Regions from separate parts of the Mus musculus genome. Here all the other regions are linked to region 1. A link is a contact called in public HiCAR-type and promoter capture Hi-C data. All regions are on one chromosome and are shown on one strand. Each heading gives the region's core, a stretch centred on a gene start, on an enhancer-like site or on the middle of the called end of the contact. The rest is flanking DNA. Distances are from core to core; before and after follow the strand shown. Region 1 holds the start of Stxbp6 (syntaxin binding protein 6 (amisyn)). Region 2 holds the start of Dnajb9 (DnaJ heat shock protein family (Hsp40) member B9). Region 3 holds the start of Pnpla8 (patatin-like phospholipase domain containing 8). Region 4 holds the start of Nrcam (neuronal cell adhesion molecule).

What was found. Promoter capture Hi-C pulls out the DNA fragments that hold promoters and counts their contacts. HiCAR-type assays count read pairs that join an accessible place to other places.
Region 2: a HiCAR-type map of astrocytes shows a contact between it and region 1, with 2.5 times the contacts expected there. The contact joins the promoter of Dnajb9 here to the promoter of Stxbp6 in region 1. A contact is called at or near these places in 1 of 39 promoter capture datasets (cranial neural crest), 1 of 115 datasets of contacts at active chromatin or transcription factors (astrocytes) and 1 of 9 other capture datasets (adipose tissue).
Region 3: a contact with region 1 is called in a promoter capture Hi-C map of liver, with 5 times the contacts expected there. The contact joins the promoter of Pnpla8 here to the promoter of Stxbp6 in region 1. A contact is called at or near these places in 4 of 39 promoter capture datasets (cranial neural crest, hippocampal neurons and liver), 2 of 484 Hi-C or Micro-C datasets (both in embryonic stem cells) and 3 of 115 datasets of contacts at active chromatin or transcription factors (astrocytes, extraembryonic endoderm stem cells and neural tube).
Region 4: a contact with region 1 is called in a promoter capture Hi-C map of embryonic stem cells, with 7 read pairs. The contact joins the promoter of Nrcam here to the promoter of Stxbp6 in region 1. A contact is called at or near these places in 2 of 39 promoter capture datasets (cranial neural crest and embryonic stem cells) and 1 of 484 Hi-C or Micro-C datasets (embryonic stem cells).

What each region holds. Positions count from the first base shown.
Region 1 is chr12:45,072,663-45,076,133 of GRCm38.p6, reverse strand. It overlaps Stxbp6 (syntaxin binding protein 6 (amisyn)), which reads left to right and starts at 1,651. Exons shown (of 6, transcript NM_144552.3): 1 at 1,651-1,939.
Region 2 is chr12:44,208,339-44,211,809 of GRCm38.p6, reverse strand. It overlaps Dnajb9 (DnaJ heat shock protein family (Hsp40) member B9), which reads left to right and starts at 1,742. Exons shown (of 3, transcript NM_013760.4): 1 at 1,742-1,870. It overlaps Mir5627 (microRNA 5627), which reads right to left and starts at 1,497; the gene lies at 1,437-1,497.
Region 3 is chr12:44,267,287-44,270,757 of GRCm38.p6, reverse strand. Pnpla8 (patatin-like phospholipase domain containing 8) reads right to left here and starts at 1,604. Exons shown (of 10, transcript NM_026164.2): 1 at 1,457-1,604.
Region 4 is chr12:44,327,177-44,330,647 of GRCm38.p6, reverse strand. It overlaps Nrcam (neuronal cell adhesion molecule), which reads right to left and starts at 1,763. Exons shown (of 31, transcript NM_176930.4): 1 at 1,552-1,763.

The DNA of each region.
Region 1 (3,471 bases), core at 402-2,901:
CCTAAACTCTCACTATTAAAAAAACCCACAACCACACACCACTTCTAAACCTCTCATAAATAATGAGAACTGTCTTCTAATTCAAAGCTGAGGAAAATACAGCTGTGGAGAGAAGCCATTTGCTCTCCTTAACTGATGGAGGAATGGCTGAGAGTGACAGAAAACCCGATTATTATTTTTCGGTAAAAAAGATAACCCAACCACACGTCTTTCCAGAGATAAGCAGAACGCAGACAGCCTTATCAGTGAAATGCTTCGGATTTTCATAAAACAGCGATCATATCACGAGCAACCCTTTCTTCTCCTCCGAACTACTTTCCTAACTACTGCTCAACATGTCTTCCCTGAAGAGGTATCTTTGGATGATACTGATTTTCTTTTTTTCCTCTCCCGCGTCTCAGCTGGTTCCAACACATTCTACCAAATAAAAAGCAGGCATCACAGACTAGCAATCAGGAGCTCGGGGTCCCACCTTGCTCTCTTCATGTACCAAATCTTGCAGCTTTCTCTTCCGCCAGGGAGGATCAGGCCAGAATGAGGTGGGACACAAAGTGGAAAGGTTGGCCAAAGAACTCGGTGATCAAATTAAAGTTTTAATGCAGTATGAAACGGAAAGAAATCAATACAAAAATTAAGGATAAAAATATCAAAATTTTAAATAAAGGCAGGGCCGGTACTACGGGGGCGGGGGGGGGGGGCTTCCTTTTGTTTCAGAATGTAATATGCCTTTCAGGGACTCTTGAGCAGCTAGGCTGAGTCTAGTTTACCTTGCAGTGAGCCCAGGTGCTTAGACTTCGGAAGCGTCCTCAAAGTTTGTTCTCAAAGCCACTTTCCGCATTAGTTAACTCCGAATGATCCAGCGTTTATCACTAGCTCGCTTCTGTCAGGAAAACCTATTTCCCCTTGCACTTTGAAGGCAGTCTGAATCATCCTGGATCCTTGCCAGCGCCTTGCTAAGCCACCGTGGGCAGGCGCTCAGCACCTCTCCTCTCCACAAAACTCCTTGGTTCAGATTGGCTGAGCAGCCACTGGACCCAGCAATGGGTTTTTGGTCTAAACTCTAGTTTCTTTTTTTCTTTCTTCTTTTGTTTTTCCTCTGGCAAGACTCAATTACCGGAATATTCTGAACGAACAAAACCCTATATGTTAACCACTTATTTATTTATAAAATAAAATCCAGCAAAACCAGGTCTGATTTCCTTCACGATAGCCTTGGGCGCTTAGAGCACAGCAGTTGCTCTGCCTGCGGAGCTCCCTCAAGCTGGCTTCCTCCTTCCCGCTTCACTCATTTACTGGGCTTGCCAGGCCCCATTAGCTCTTGGATTTTGTCACCCCAAGTAAGCTTGCGACTGAATAAAACCCCACCTGCTGGGCCCACATTCCTGTAGCATGTTGTTTTTTAAATACTTGCTTGCAAAGGCTCCCAGAAGCAGCCCATCTTTCCAGCCCACAAACTTCCCACAACCCATGGGACTCTCACCGCTTTGCACTTGCTAACCCGCGCCCCAAGGGCTCGCCCCCACTTGTCCCCCGGGCTCTGGGCCTGTGGCGGGGCCCCGGAGCCCTGGGCTACCGATCTTTGCCCCAGGCCAGGTCGTTGTGGCTCGCCCACAGCAGCACTGGGCATGCTCACAGGCAGCGGCGGGGGCAGGTTGGTTTTGCTAGCTCGCACTCGGCGGCAGCGGGCCGGCGCGAGGCTGCAGCTGGAGCTCTGGCGCCCGGAGTTGGAGTTGCCAGGAGTTTCCCCGACCCCTCCCTCCTCGCGCACAGCGGCAGGAGCCCGCGCGGGAGCGGCGAGCCGCGATCAGCCAGAAGCCGAGCCGGCCCAGCTTAGTCTGCAGCCCCGATCTCCGCGCGGGGCAGCCGCGGGGGAGCCCTGTCTTCGGTTGGGACGCGTGCCGCGCACTAGGCACCGCCCGAGCACGAGCCAGGCTGCACGGTAGGTTCCTGGCGTGGGGAGGCCAGGCTACCCGGCGTACAGTTGCAGCTATCGCGGCTGCGGGCTGGGATGCGCGGCGCGGGGCAGGCGGAGAGGGTAGGCGCGCGGAGAGCCGCGCGGGCAAGTTGGAGGGCGGCAGGAGAAGGGGCTGGACACAGGGCTCAGCTGCTTTGTGCGCGCGGAACGGGGTCGGGGTAGCTGATTCTCCCTCCAACCCCGGACCAGGAGTGGGAGCTACATTGGCCAGAACCTAGCAGGTCAGATTCCCGTGAGAAAGTTGGTGGTGGAGCCCTTAGGTCCGCACTGCCTGCTCGGCAGAACGATCCCCCTGGGCTGCCTCCTGGAGAACTCAGTGGGTCGCAGCGCCCCTAGCCAGAGCTCTCTCCGCTGAAATTAGCGAAATCACCCCATCTATGAATGCTGGCATCTTCCAGGAAGATCATCGATGCCAAAACTGAGGCTGGTACTTCTTACGGGGTTAGCTTCCGGGCCCCTTAGCTTTTGCCCCTTCCCCCAACCTAAGAAGTGGTCAGGGGCTCAGCCAAGGCCTCCCTCGGGGCTCCGAATTCTCTTTCAGAGCGCGCCAGAATCCGGCTCACCCATATGGCGGGTCAGAGAAGCTGGAGTAGATGGATGGCTTGTTTTTTCTTTCTGACTTTCCCCAGGTTTACATTATCACAGACCCCAGGACCCAAAGGTCAGTTAGAGAGTTTAGAATGGCACACCGTTCTTTAGGAGGAGTGCATGCGAGCTTGTTTGCTTTGGACTTCGTTAACAACCATCTCCTGTTTCTATCATTCTTCAACCCGGACTTTGTGGGAAGGAGCAGGGACCGAGGAATGCCTTCTTCATTTCATAGTCTCCTAAGGTCTTCTGGGAGACTCCGAGGCCCTGAAAACGGCAGTATGCATATTGCACGGATGTTCAGGATGGCCACGGTCCTTCTGGGTCCACCCCCCCCCCCCCGCTTGTTGTTTTGAGTTTTAGAATTGTGCCTGCACATCAGTCAGAGCAGTGCTGTCCTAACAGGGTGTGGTGGAGGGGAAAAGGGTTGAGGTGTGTGGAGGAGTTCAGCCCAGGCTGTGAATAGCTGTTTGCCTTGATGAGGAGGCTGCATTGGGAAGAAATACAGAATAATTATGCAGGCACCTCACTCTTTTAAATCCCCCCTTCTCCTTTTCTTTCATCTCTTGGCTGAACACCTTGGTTGTTGGTTATGTGTGTTAAGTTTTTAAAGGAGAACTCACTCTGACAAAGTGGCAGGGTTTTGGGAGTTAACCATTTTGGTGTACGTTTTTCTCTTGGGGATTGTAACATCTTGGGGAAGGTTTTCAGATGTGGGGGTCCCATGGTGTGGCTACACAACACAGGTTCTCGAGTCACACAGACCTGAGGGCAAGTTTTCCCTGATGGACAAGTTATTTACCACTTTGAACTTCAGCTCTTGTTTGTGTTGTTTGTTTTGTTTCTGACAAAGTGGGAGATAACGGTGACCCTATCTCTTTCTGTTGTGAGACCTGAGTGAATGACGT
Region 2 (3,471 bases), core at 493-2,992, 860 kb after region 1:
GAGCATGGCAATTAGGCAGGCATGGTGCAAGAGGAACTGAAAGTTCTACCTCGTCATCTAAAGCCTGCTAAAGGAAAACTTCCAGGCAGCCCACAGTCACACACCTACTCCAACAAGGCCATATCTCCTAATAATCTCCTAATAGTGCCACTACCTGGGCCAAGCATATACAAACCATCACAACCATCTTCTGTAGTTTCTCTGGACTTGTAAGATAGACACACTATTTTCTTTTTCTTTTTGCTGACATGGTCTCTCTTAGGATGCCCAGTGTGGCCTTGAGCTCCCGATTGTCTTGCTTCAGCATCCAGAGCATTGAGATTATAAATGTGCACCACCATACCCTGGGTACAGGATGAGCTGAACACTCAATGCATGCAAATCTACTAGAATCTTACCAATTGACCACAGGGAGAAAAATAAAGTTTGAAGTAACAGAAAAGTCAGGCTAGCACTAGAATTATTTTTCATTACAAGAGGAAAAGAAATGGGATGTTTTAAATACATTGATTTTTCACATAAGTACATACTCCCTGTTAAGTCCTCCTTTATCTGTTTACCTGTACAGAAGAAAAATCAGAGGTGCCAAAGGATTAAACAAAGGGTCTTTCAGTTACAATGTAAGGGAACCAGGGTTGGAACTCAGCAAACCTGGCTTTGGAATTTGACAAACTTGCCTTGGCTTCTGAATAAAACTAAGTACTTACCTATTGTTTTTGAAATATGTCATGCTGTTGTTGAGATAATATCTATTATGCTCTCTTCCATAACTGAAGACATAATGGGACAAGTTATAATTCTAGTCTGGCAGTTTTCAAGGTTGCTTACATTCTTTTTGCCTCCTTTTTCGCAGGAGAAACAGGGTTTTTGAGCTTTGAGTTGGCTCAGTGGTTTAAGAGGGTTGTCTGTTCTTCCTAGAGTTCTTGAGTTCAATTCCCAGCAACCACATGGTGGCTCACACCCTCTTTCTGGCAAAGAGGTGTACACGAAGGTAGAGCACTCAAAATAAATTAACATTAAAACAAAAACAAGAAACAGGGTTGCACTGAGTGACCAACCTCACAGGAACCTCACCTTCCCACTTTCAGATGTACTTTCAACATACCTACTGTTGAAATGAGGTCAAGCTGAGGGAGGGAAAGAGCTGGAAAAGCCCGAGCCCCGTGCAAACTTTGCTGTGTTAAAGCAACACAGCGTGGTCTTGCCTACAAAGCAGTGTGCAATACAGTGGGCTCCCGCCTTTTGGGGAATTGAGGATTAAGAGACTAACATGACAGAGGCAGGCTTGGGCTCTAATGGCCTCTCAATGACACATCGCCTAAGGGTGAGACCTGAGTTTTCTGGTCACCTGGCCACTTATGAATAAAAGCTCTTTATTACGACCGCGCGAGCGATGACCGCTCAACAGCGAAGCTTTCTGCAGGCTGAAAAGGCCCACGAGGGGCGCCGGAGAGCCCTGTCCTCTAGGGCGGGGACGCAGGGCCCGGCGCACCCTCTAAAGCGCCTGCGCGCGATGCGCCCCAGGGAAGGATGAGGAAATCGTCGACTCACTTCCGCTTCCGCACACCTTGGCACCGCCCCTCGGAGGGTGGCGACGGAAGTGACGCAAGGACCAAACGGCAACAACAGTTTTCCACGTGCGCGTAGGGCGCCAAAGTCAGGTGGGCCGGCGGGAGCCAATGGGGAAGCGTTTCGTGTAGGTCGGCTCTATAAGCGGTCGCGCCAGCCACGGGCTCCCGCCAGTAGGGAACGGGCCGAGCTGGGAGGAGGCTACTCGGCGTTCGGAGGCGAGGTCGGAGCCTGTGCGGCCGGGGTCAGGGAACCGGAGCCGGGCCGCCGCGCTGTGGAGAAGCTGCGTCGGGGCGCACAGGTAAGGACCGGGGAGGGTGGCGCCGAGTCGGGTCCCGCTTTGTGTTCCGCCTTGGCCTTGGTGTCCTACCACCTATCAGCCGCGTTGGGAAGCCAAGCGACGCGACTGTACCCCGAGATGGCTGCGTCACAGCTCGTGCTTGCGGTGGGGTTGGGGGGTCGTCTTCCCCGAGGCCAGGCCGGCAGGTCGCGGAGCTCGCCGGCAGGGCCGGAGCATGGAGCTGACGCTCTGAGTGGAGTGGGCCGGGACGCCGGACCGGCCAGCCCTCCAGCGGGTTCGGGGAGGGCGATCCCATTGTTTGGGCAGAGTGGGTTTGATGGGGAAGCTAAAGCTCGGGCACTAAAAACATCTCCAGGGGCAGCTTGAAGCGGCGGGATCTCGTTTGTCACCGAGCCGCCTTGCTGTCAGTTGTGGACCAGCCCTTTGACTAGCGAACAACCGCAGCCTCTGGCGACCATCATCGGACATGCTCCGCTTACATTAACTTTAAAAAAAAAAATCTACTTTTTTTTTTAAGTCAGGGTAGATCTGGCTGCCCTGGAGCTCACTATGGAGACCAGGCTGATTTTGAACTCAAAGTGATCCCCGCCTGCCCCTGCCTTCTGAGTGCTGCGATTAAAGGCGTGGGGCACAACGCCAGGCTTTCTGCTTGAGTTCTTTAGAGAGTTTGTACTTGGTACGCGTGACTATGACTAAGTCTCGGGAAAAAAGTAATCTACCTGCTAATTATGCTTAGGATAGGCCACAGGAGAGGTTGGCTGGCAGTTTCCACAAACCATAGTGCCTTTTTCATCAGCCCTGTTATGTCATCATAGGTCATTAAGGACTTCTGTGGTACAGCATTCAAAAAAGCAAAGAAATACACTTCATCTCGAATCATTATGTGTTACCAATAGTTCTTAGGTAAAACTTTGTTTTAAAGAGAAACATTTTACTTGCTGAGAAATCTGGGAAGCCCAGTAATAACCCAACTTATCCAAAGTATAAACTTTTCTTCCTCTGGTAGCTCAGCTTTCAAAGAAGTATAAGTTTTACTAATTGTGAGCCTTAAGCAGATGTTATTTACCGATATTTCTGAAGTATTTGGGAAGTTAAATTTATGCAAACAGACTATTTTAACCACTTTAAGATCAAATAGATTTTACAGATTTGAGAAAAATCTTTCCTTCCCCACCTTTGCCTTTCTTCCTGCGGTTCTAGCCAAACACAGAAAAGACAGATTTCTTTTTCAGTAATTGGTTTATATTCTGAAATTAAATGTGGTAATGAAGACAGCGCTGAGGAAGCTGGGGTAGATCAGGAGCCACCTCAGGAAAATGCAGTATTAAATAATAATATAAACAAGTAATAATACCTTTTGTATCACAGGCAGACAAGTTCACCATCAAGTAGTAGAAATCCTAAGCCTTCCTAAGAAACTATCAGTTTTATCTTTCCAGTAGATAAGAAAAGCCTTGCTAATAGACTCTAATATCAGAAGTACAAGAGCGTGACTAATGTGATACTATGTGCATAACAGCTTGATGCTGCTGTCTCAACACCAGAGCTTTATTGAGTTGGATTTTTTTTTTAAGTCTTAAAATTTGTTCCTTGGACTTAAA
Region 3 (3,471 bases), core at 355-2,854, 810 kb after region 1:
ACCCAGGACTTAACAAAAATAAGCTTCTTTCTTTTTTAAAATGCTCAGCTACAAATAAATGCACCCTATAATTTCCTTGACATTTCAGGATATTTATGTATGACTTTGGTTTCAAAAAGTTAAATTTGTTTTGAGGAGAACAATGTGGATAGAACTTTGAGTGGTACCCAAAGTTAGGAACAGGAAGAAAAGCACTCAAGCAAACCAGGAAGCACTGAAGGAAAGGATCCTCTTAAAAGCAAAGGATAGTAAACCGAATAAAATACAAGCGATTGGGAGTGAGTTGGAACTGGAGGTGAAACAAGAGTCTAGCTCTGACCTTTGCACAAACGTTATGTGCCCCAAATAAAGTAACAAATCCCATCTTTACTGGCTGAAAAAAACAACTTCAAGTACAGACTGTTCTTGTATCAATTCTGCATGGGAAAGTATGGATGTATTAATATAGACTAGTGCAGCTGACCTTTTCACTAATCTGACATCATTATGAAGAGGGCCACTGTTACCAAGATTTTAAAATTAGATGGAGAAATACAAAACAAGATAGAGAATAGAACAATTAGCAAAAACTATGAAGCGAGGTCTTTATATTGGAGATTCATCTAATATGCATACCGAATTTCACAAAATAGCTATATGGAATTTGGTACAACTGACTGCTTCACTAAAACATAAGCTTTTCAATTCACTCTTATGTACTTTTATAATAATCCTCACTTTTTAAAAACATTCTTCCCATTTCCTTGTGGTAATGAACCGCCTTGAGAACCTGAAATATATTTTTGACAATCAGGAATTCGGTCCATAATACAACTTGGAAATGAAAATGGTAATTTTAAATGCATTCTAGGATAGCCGCTTATGTCACATCTATCTCCTAAGATATTCCTTGAAGGTCACTTTTCTTTAAAGTTATTGCTGTAATGGGCGTGAAAACTGGTCGTACCACCCCCCGCCCCGCCCCCAGCATCATGACAGAAATGACAGTGACAAGAGGCTCTGCAACCTGCTGACTCATACAGTTTTTTTCATCTTTTAAAAGGGACGCGCATCTGGTTCTGCTTAAGCAACAGCGCACTGGGATAGGACGGGAAGAAAAAGCAAATCGCTGAGAAGTAAAAATATCCAGCCACCAAAACACAAAGCACACGCTGCCCAGTCAAGGTCGAGGTAGATCAGAGAAAACGTCGCGTCTCCAGTGATCTGCCAGAGAACAGCCCATTCAGGACCCGGCGTGCCACTGCAGAGAGGGGCTGGGCGGGACCACCGGCGGGGGCGGGGCGCAACCAACCAAAACACCCGGCGGCCACGCCCGCGGCATCGGGGCGTCGGGGCCAAGCGCCCGCCAGGACCCCGAGGCCTGCGTATCGGGCCTCCGAAACGCCCGCGGGAGAGCCCGGCGAAGCGCCCACGCCACGGAGGCCACCTGCCACCCCGCCGCCTTCCGGCCACTCACCGGGACGCAGGCAGTAGTCACGGGCGCCGCGGCCGCCACTCGCCTCCCGCCAGCTCTGAGGTCCGCATCGGCCCGCCCGGCCTGCTCGCAGCTGCGGCGCCCGGACCCCAAACACTGGCGTGACCAGCACCACCCACCGCTACGCCCCGCCCCCAGCGGAAGTGACGCAAGCTCTAGGGCCTGTTTTTCTGCCTTCTGCCCTCCTAAGCCTACGTAATAGGGCGTGGCTGTGGAGAGAGGGAGGGGCGGGGAGTTTGTTGGAGCTGAGTGCTTGGGAGAGGCACCGCTTCGGAAGGGGCAAGTGCTACTTTTATGATCTGTTGTGACGGTTAGGCGGAGATCAATGGCTTTTAATCTCAGCGCTGTCTCAGAGTAGAGTGCCTGGTTGCTTGCTTGCGGGTTACCAATAGTTCAGAAATAAGTTCAGCTGGGCTGAGCGTGCCAGAAGACTCTGCGCGCGCTGTGTTGCCTAGGTTCCAGGGAACCGCTTTAACCGCAGCCTGGATGTGAGCAGCCTGGCTGGACCCTGTGATCCTGCTGTGGTGATACCTCCTCTTTGTTTCTAGAACAGCTACGGGGTCTGTCAACTTAAAAGCTCTTTGTCATATACCATCTTGTGGGAGTTAGCGTGTACTACCCCTTTGATGGTCTTGTAATCAACACGTTGAAATTTTTGTATACCAGGGAGGCAAACTACAACCCGCCACAGGTCTAGTGCTATCTAGTTAACTAGACCATCAGATTAGGACCTCAGTGTTCACCTTCAAGAGTAGCAGAGGGCCAGCCCTTAAAATGAAAATGATTGTAAAGCCCTTTAGGAAGGGCATTACATGTGCTGCCAGATTCACTGACAGTTTTTAATTAAGGGGCTTTGGATTACAGAGGTTAAACATTACAAAGGTAAAAAATGTAGTAGGCCTATAAACTCGAGGCGAGAGCAGGCTACATGAGGAGACCTTGACGTTTCTTTCCCCTAAAAATTAAAGAAAAAAAAGAAAAAAGAGTAAATGAGCATACTAGGCATTTGGTTAACACATGATATTGGGTTGTGTCTACCATACTGTCTGGTAAACCCTAGCAGTGTATTAGCTGTTAAATAGCCTCACAACAGCTCAAATATGTACTCCAAAAATTAAGAAAGGCTTGGAAATAACTTTAGCTCTTGATTTTTTTATTATTAATTTACTAATATTAAAATACCCTGACACTATTGAAATGGTAGAAGGTCAGAACTATTACCATAGTGAGCTGTCAGCTCCAGGTTCTGACACAACAAAGAGTAGAGTTTAGAACAGTAGGCAAAGGGGGTGGTCATTGGATGGAAGATTACTAAGAAATGACATCACGTCAAAGGTAACAGACATTCTTGCTGAAAAGAAGCAGATTCTTGGTGAGAGAAGATGAGAATGACCAGATACCAAGAGTGGGGATTAATTTCATATCAACTTAGACGATTCCTCCTAACACTGGACTTAGATAGGTCCAAGGCAGAGGCCAAAAGATGACAGGTACTGTGAAAAGTCATAAAAGGAACCTAACTAAATCTTGGTCAAGCAGTCAGTAACTCACCATGCCTTCTCCCTTTGTTTCTAATGTTTAATAATGTAATTCCTTAAGTTAGATAATATACCCAGATTTTCTTCCTATGTTAGAAATTTCCATGCAACTGTCAATTCCTCCTCTCCTTCCCTTGTCAGTAATTTTACCTCTAATCAGAAATAAAGCTTAATGGATCTTCCTTTACCATCTCTTACAATTTCTTCAGCTCTGTGCTCTCGCCCTCCTTTTTCCTTAGTGTAGAGCTTGCTGTATGTCAGTCTCACATAAACTGGTTCTACAGTTTGTAACTAACCTCTAACCCAGTCTCTTCTGCAGGGAAAGTTATCTTTCAGAATTGCAAAATGATCATGTGTTTTCCCAGAGCAGAAAGATTGGGCCAGGAGCACTTCTTCGGTAAACCACAGGGATGTGACAAGCTTTAACTGTGTGGCTTCTCACCCCTTGCCCAGTATTTT
Region 4 (3,471 bases), core at 514-3,013, 750 kb after region 1:
CGTTTCAGAAGCAGCCCAATTCAAGCAGGTTTTGTATTCAGGGGTCACTGTGTTCCTCCCCACAACAACCCCAGGGGGAGCTCCTGGTGCGTGCGGAAACAAGGCTGCCTACCCCATTATACTCTGCTCCACGGCTTCCTGCTAGAGCTTCAGCAAGGAAGGACCCTGTGCTTCAAAACCACACTTCTTTTTAATCAACCATCCAAGAACAGAGAAGGAGAAGAACATTTCCCTCTCTGGACTTTTTCCCTCTCAGTTTACCATGGTGCTGGAGCTATGGGTGAAGATGGTGAGGTAGGAGAGGGACTCTTGCTCATGGCGACTCTTCTCTGTGCTTGCAGACGCACAGGGACCTCCAGCCAGCATCAGGGATGTGAAGAGGTAGCCCGGAGCAAAGGGAAAGAAATGACCTGCCTACCAGCCCGGTGGACTCAGGGAACTCGTGCTGCACCTGCTATCCAGAGAACACTTCTCAGAGAATGACTCCCTAGCTCTGCCTACTGTGAAATCCGGTCCCTGTTCTGTGCCGTGGCAGATGTGAACCGAGAGTAGCCGGATCCACACACCCCGGGAACCAGAGAGCCGCAGCGCCCACCCGCGCTGCCTGGAGGGCCCGGGGCGGTGCCGGGCACAGATGGCGCTCGCAGCTAGATGATGCTCTAACGCGGGCAGTCACTCCAGGCTCACCACAGTACTCCCGGGCGAAGCTGTAGTCAGATCCCACCCTGAGAGCCTGCTCAGGGCAGAGGCTCTTCCCAGTCTGTCCCAAACCCGGTACACCAGCCCTGAGAAGCCCCTGTCCACAGAGGCTGTGTGTGGTGGGGGAACTGTCACGGCCCTCACCTGGAAGCCAACAAAGCAAGTGTCCCCAGCGCACCATCCCTGGTGTCTATCCTGTTCCCCTCTGATTCCCTGAGTCCTCGCCAGGGCTGAGAAAGCCGAGGTGGGCAGTCAGCATCGCCGATTCCCCTCCCCCGCCCCCCGCCCGCTCACGGCGATTCGCCCAGGTGTGAGCACATCTGAACAAAGCCCACGCCCAGATGTGTCCGTGGGGACACGAACGCGCGCACGCTGCAGCGCGACCAGCGGGACTCAGTCGCGCTTCGCCGCCGGGCGACCCTGTCTTGTGACACTGCATCCACTGCGTCCCAGCCCAGAAAGCTGTGTAATGCCGGTCTGTCCACAGGCAGACCTCTAGTCAGGGCTTCCAGAGAGGCTGAAGTTAACCCGGGACCCAAGGAGCTGGTGGGCTCTCGCCCGTGGTACCCGAGCTGCGGGGGTCGAAGCCGCGTCCTCCCAGGGCGTGCGTCTCCTTTTTCCAACCAGCGCCCCGACTATGTCAAGGGCTTGCAAGAGAAAACGAAGTCGCCGACCTCTTTCTCCCAAGCTGCAAGTGCTGCCAGACTCCCACAAGAGCTCGGGTTGAGCCGGGGCGCCAGTGTCTGAGTGACAACGCGGCAGCCTCGGGCTCCTTGTTCTGCTCCAGCCGCGTCCACCCACCAGGACAGAATGTCACTAATGCAACCGCCAGACACACCCAGGGCTACTCACGTTTTCGTGCCGCGCCCACCTCCCTGCCGGGGCGCTACTGCCTAAGACCCCGGAGCCCAGCTGTCGTGCGTGTTTCCGAAGCTTCCGAAGCTGTCGCCTCCAGCTGCCCCAGTCTCCGTTTCTGCACGGTCCCTCGCGCCCGCGCGTCTCAGGCTCGGACTCCGGCGCGCGTCCGCCAGCGACCCAGGCGAAGCGCGCGTCCTCGCCGCTCCCGCCCTCCGCTCCCGGCGATACCCAGCGTCGCGCTCAGGCCCCTCCCGACTCTCTTAGCGTCCCCGCGTCCCCCTCCCCCGCACTCACCGGGCGTCGCCCGCCCCCTCCCCTCCGGCCTAACCCCCTCCCACCCACCCACAGCTTAGGCTGCAGCGAATGGGCTCCGGCCTTGAGCGCCTTGAGGACTGGGTGGCCTCTCACCTGAGAGGTCGCGCTACTCCGGACCTCTGCCACCACGCACCGGGTGAGGTGGTGGCTGTAGGGCCAGGAACTCAGGACTTGAGTGTTCAGGGGAATGGGTGACTGGGATGTGTCTACAGAAGATGTTCCAGAAAACCAGTGTTTTAAATGCCACTCTCCTTGGTTTAGATTTCCGTGTGAGTGTGATGGATGGATCCGGATCACACATTCCCTCCCGCCCTCCTCTCACCTCCAATCCTTCCGCCTCTCTTCTATTCCTCTAAAGTATTTCGTGCTTTTGCAAACTCTACTTGGCATGGGTTGGGTACTGGTTTATAGTTTTACAACTGTCATTTTCAAATACACTTGAGGAAGGGTCCCTTTAGCGTGTAAGCGGATGCTACTTTCAGTAGGGATTGGGTTTCTGGAGTAGTTGACATAAGCTTTTCAGATTGCAGAGTATTATACAAGTTTTGTGTTTGTTTGTTTGTTTGTTTTTTCAATGCAAAAGTGTGTAGAATTTTTTAAAAGAATATGTAGAATTTGAGTAAACCCACTGCATACTACACAATTCAGATTCTTCAGGACCCTCACCCCTTCCAGCATGATGGTGTCCAAGGCACATAGCCTCTTACCTGGGCCTACTTCCTTCTGCAGGCCCGGGTACAGTCAGCCTGGTATTACCCAGCTGGACCATTTACTTTTGGAAGCTCTCTTCAGCCTCTACCTTCAGCCTCCAGAATAGGTGTTAGATTGGCACTCATGAATAAAAACAGATCTGGCCCGGGCCATGCTTCAGAGTCTTGATAGCTCCTCTGCCCTGCTGTGACTTTACTTTGAACTTAAGCTTCAACCCACATTCACTCATGTGCACAGTGTCTCTTCTTTCTCCTACTGCCCAAACATACAGGATCCCCTTCATAAAAGAAAGTACTTCAAAGCTTCAAAGAGTACTACGATTCACACTTGATCCCGAAACCCATAGTCTTAACCACTGTGCCATGCTGTGTCAAGGACAGAGCACAGAATGTCTCTTCCCGTGAGGAGCACCTCCGTAGAGAGCCATGGAGCCCTCCAGTGGTACCTGGGGTGAACAGGCTTTAGACGTTCCTCTGTTTTTCAGTCCTATCTCCCCCTCCCCTCTCTCTTTTTCTCCCTTTGCCTGATTTTCTCAACCAAGTTTCTTAATCCATATCCATACTGCAGGCCTCTCAGGGAGACTACCCGACAACTTGACCTCAAATTTTCTGAAACCAAGCATGTGCCTAGCTACGCTAGTAATGATCAGTCTACCCACCAGCATGTGCCCCACTCTCTCCACCTGCTCTAACCCTGTGGAATCAGAAGTTTAGACTACGTAAACACAGAAACTTGGTTTTAGCTGTCTTTTTTTTTTTTTTTAATTATAAATTGTAACTTTTTTTTTTTTTTAACCACCACCACCCTCCTAGCGGAACTCAAGTGAAAGGTTGGTAAACTCCAGATCAGAAAGATAAAAGCACTTAAAAAAAAAAAAAAGTATGTTAG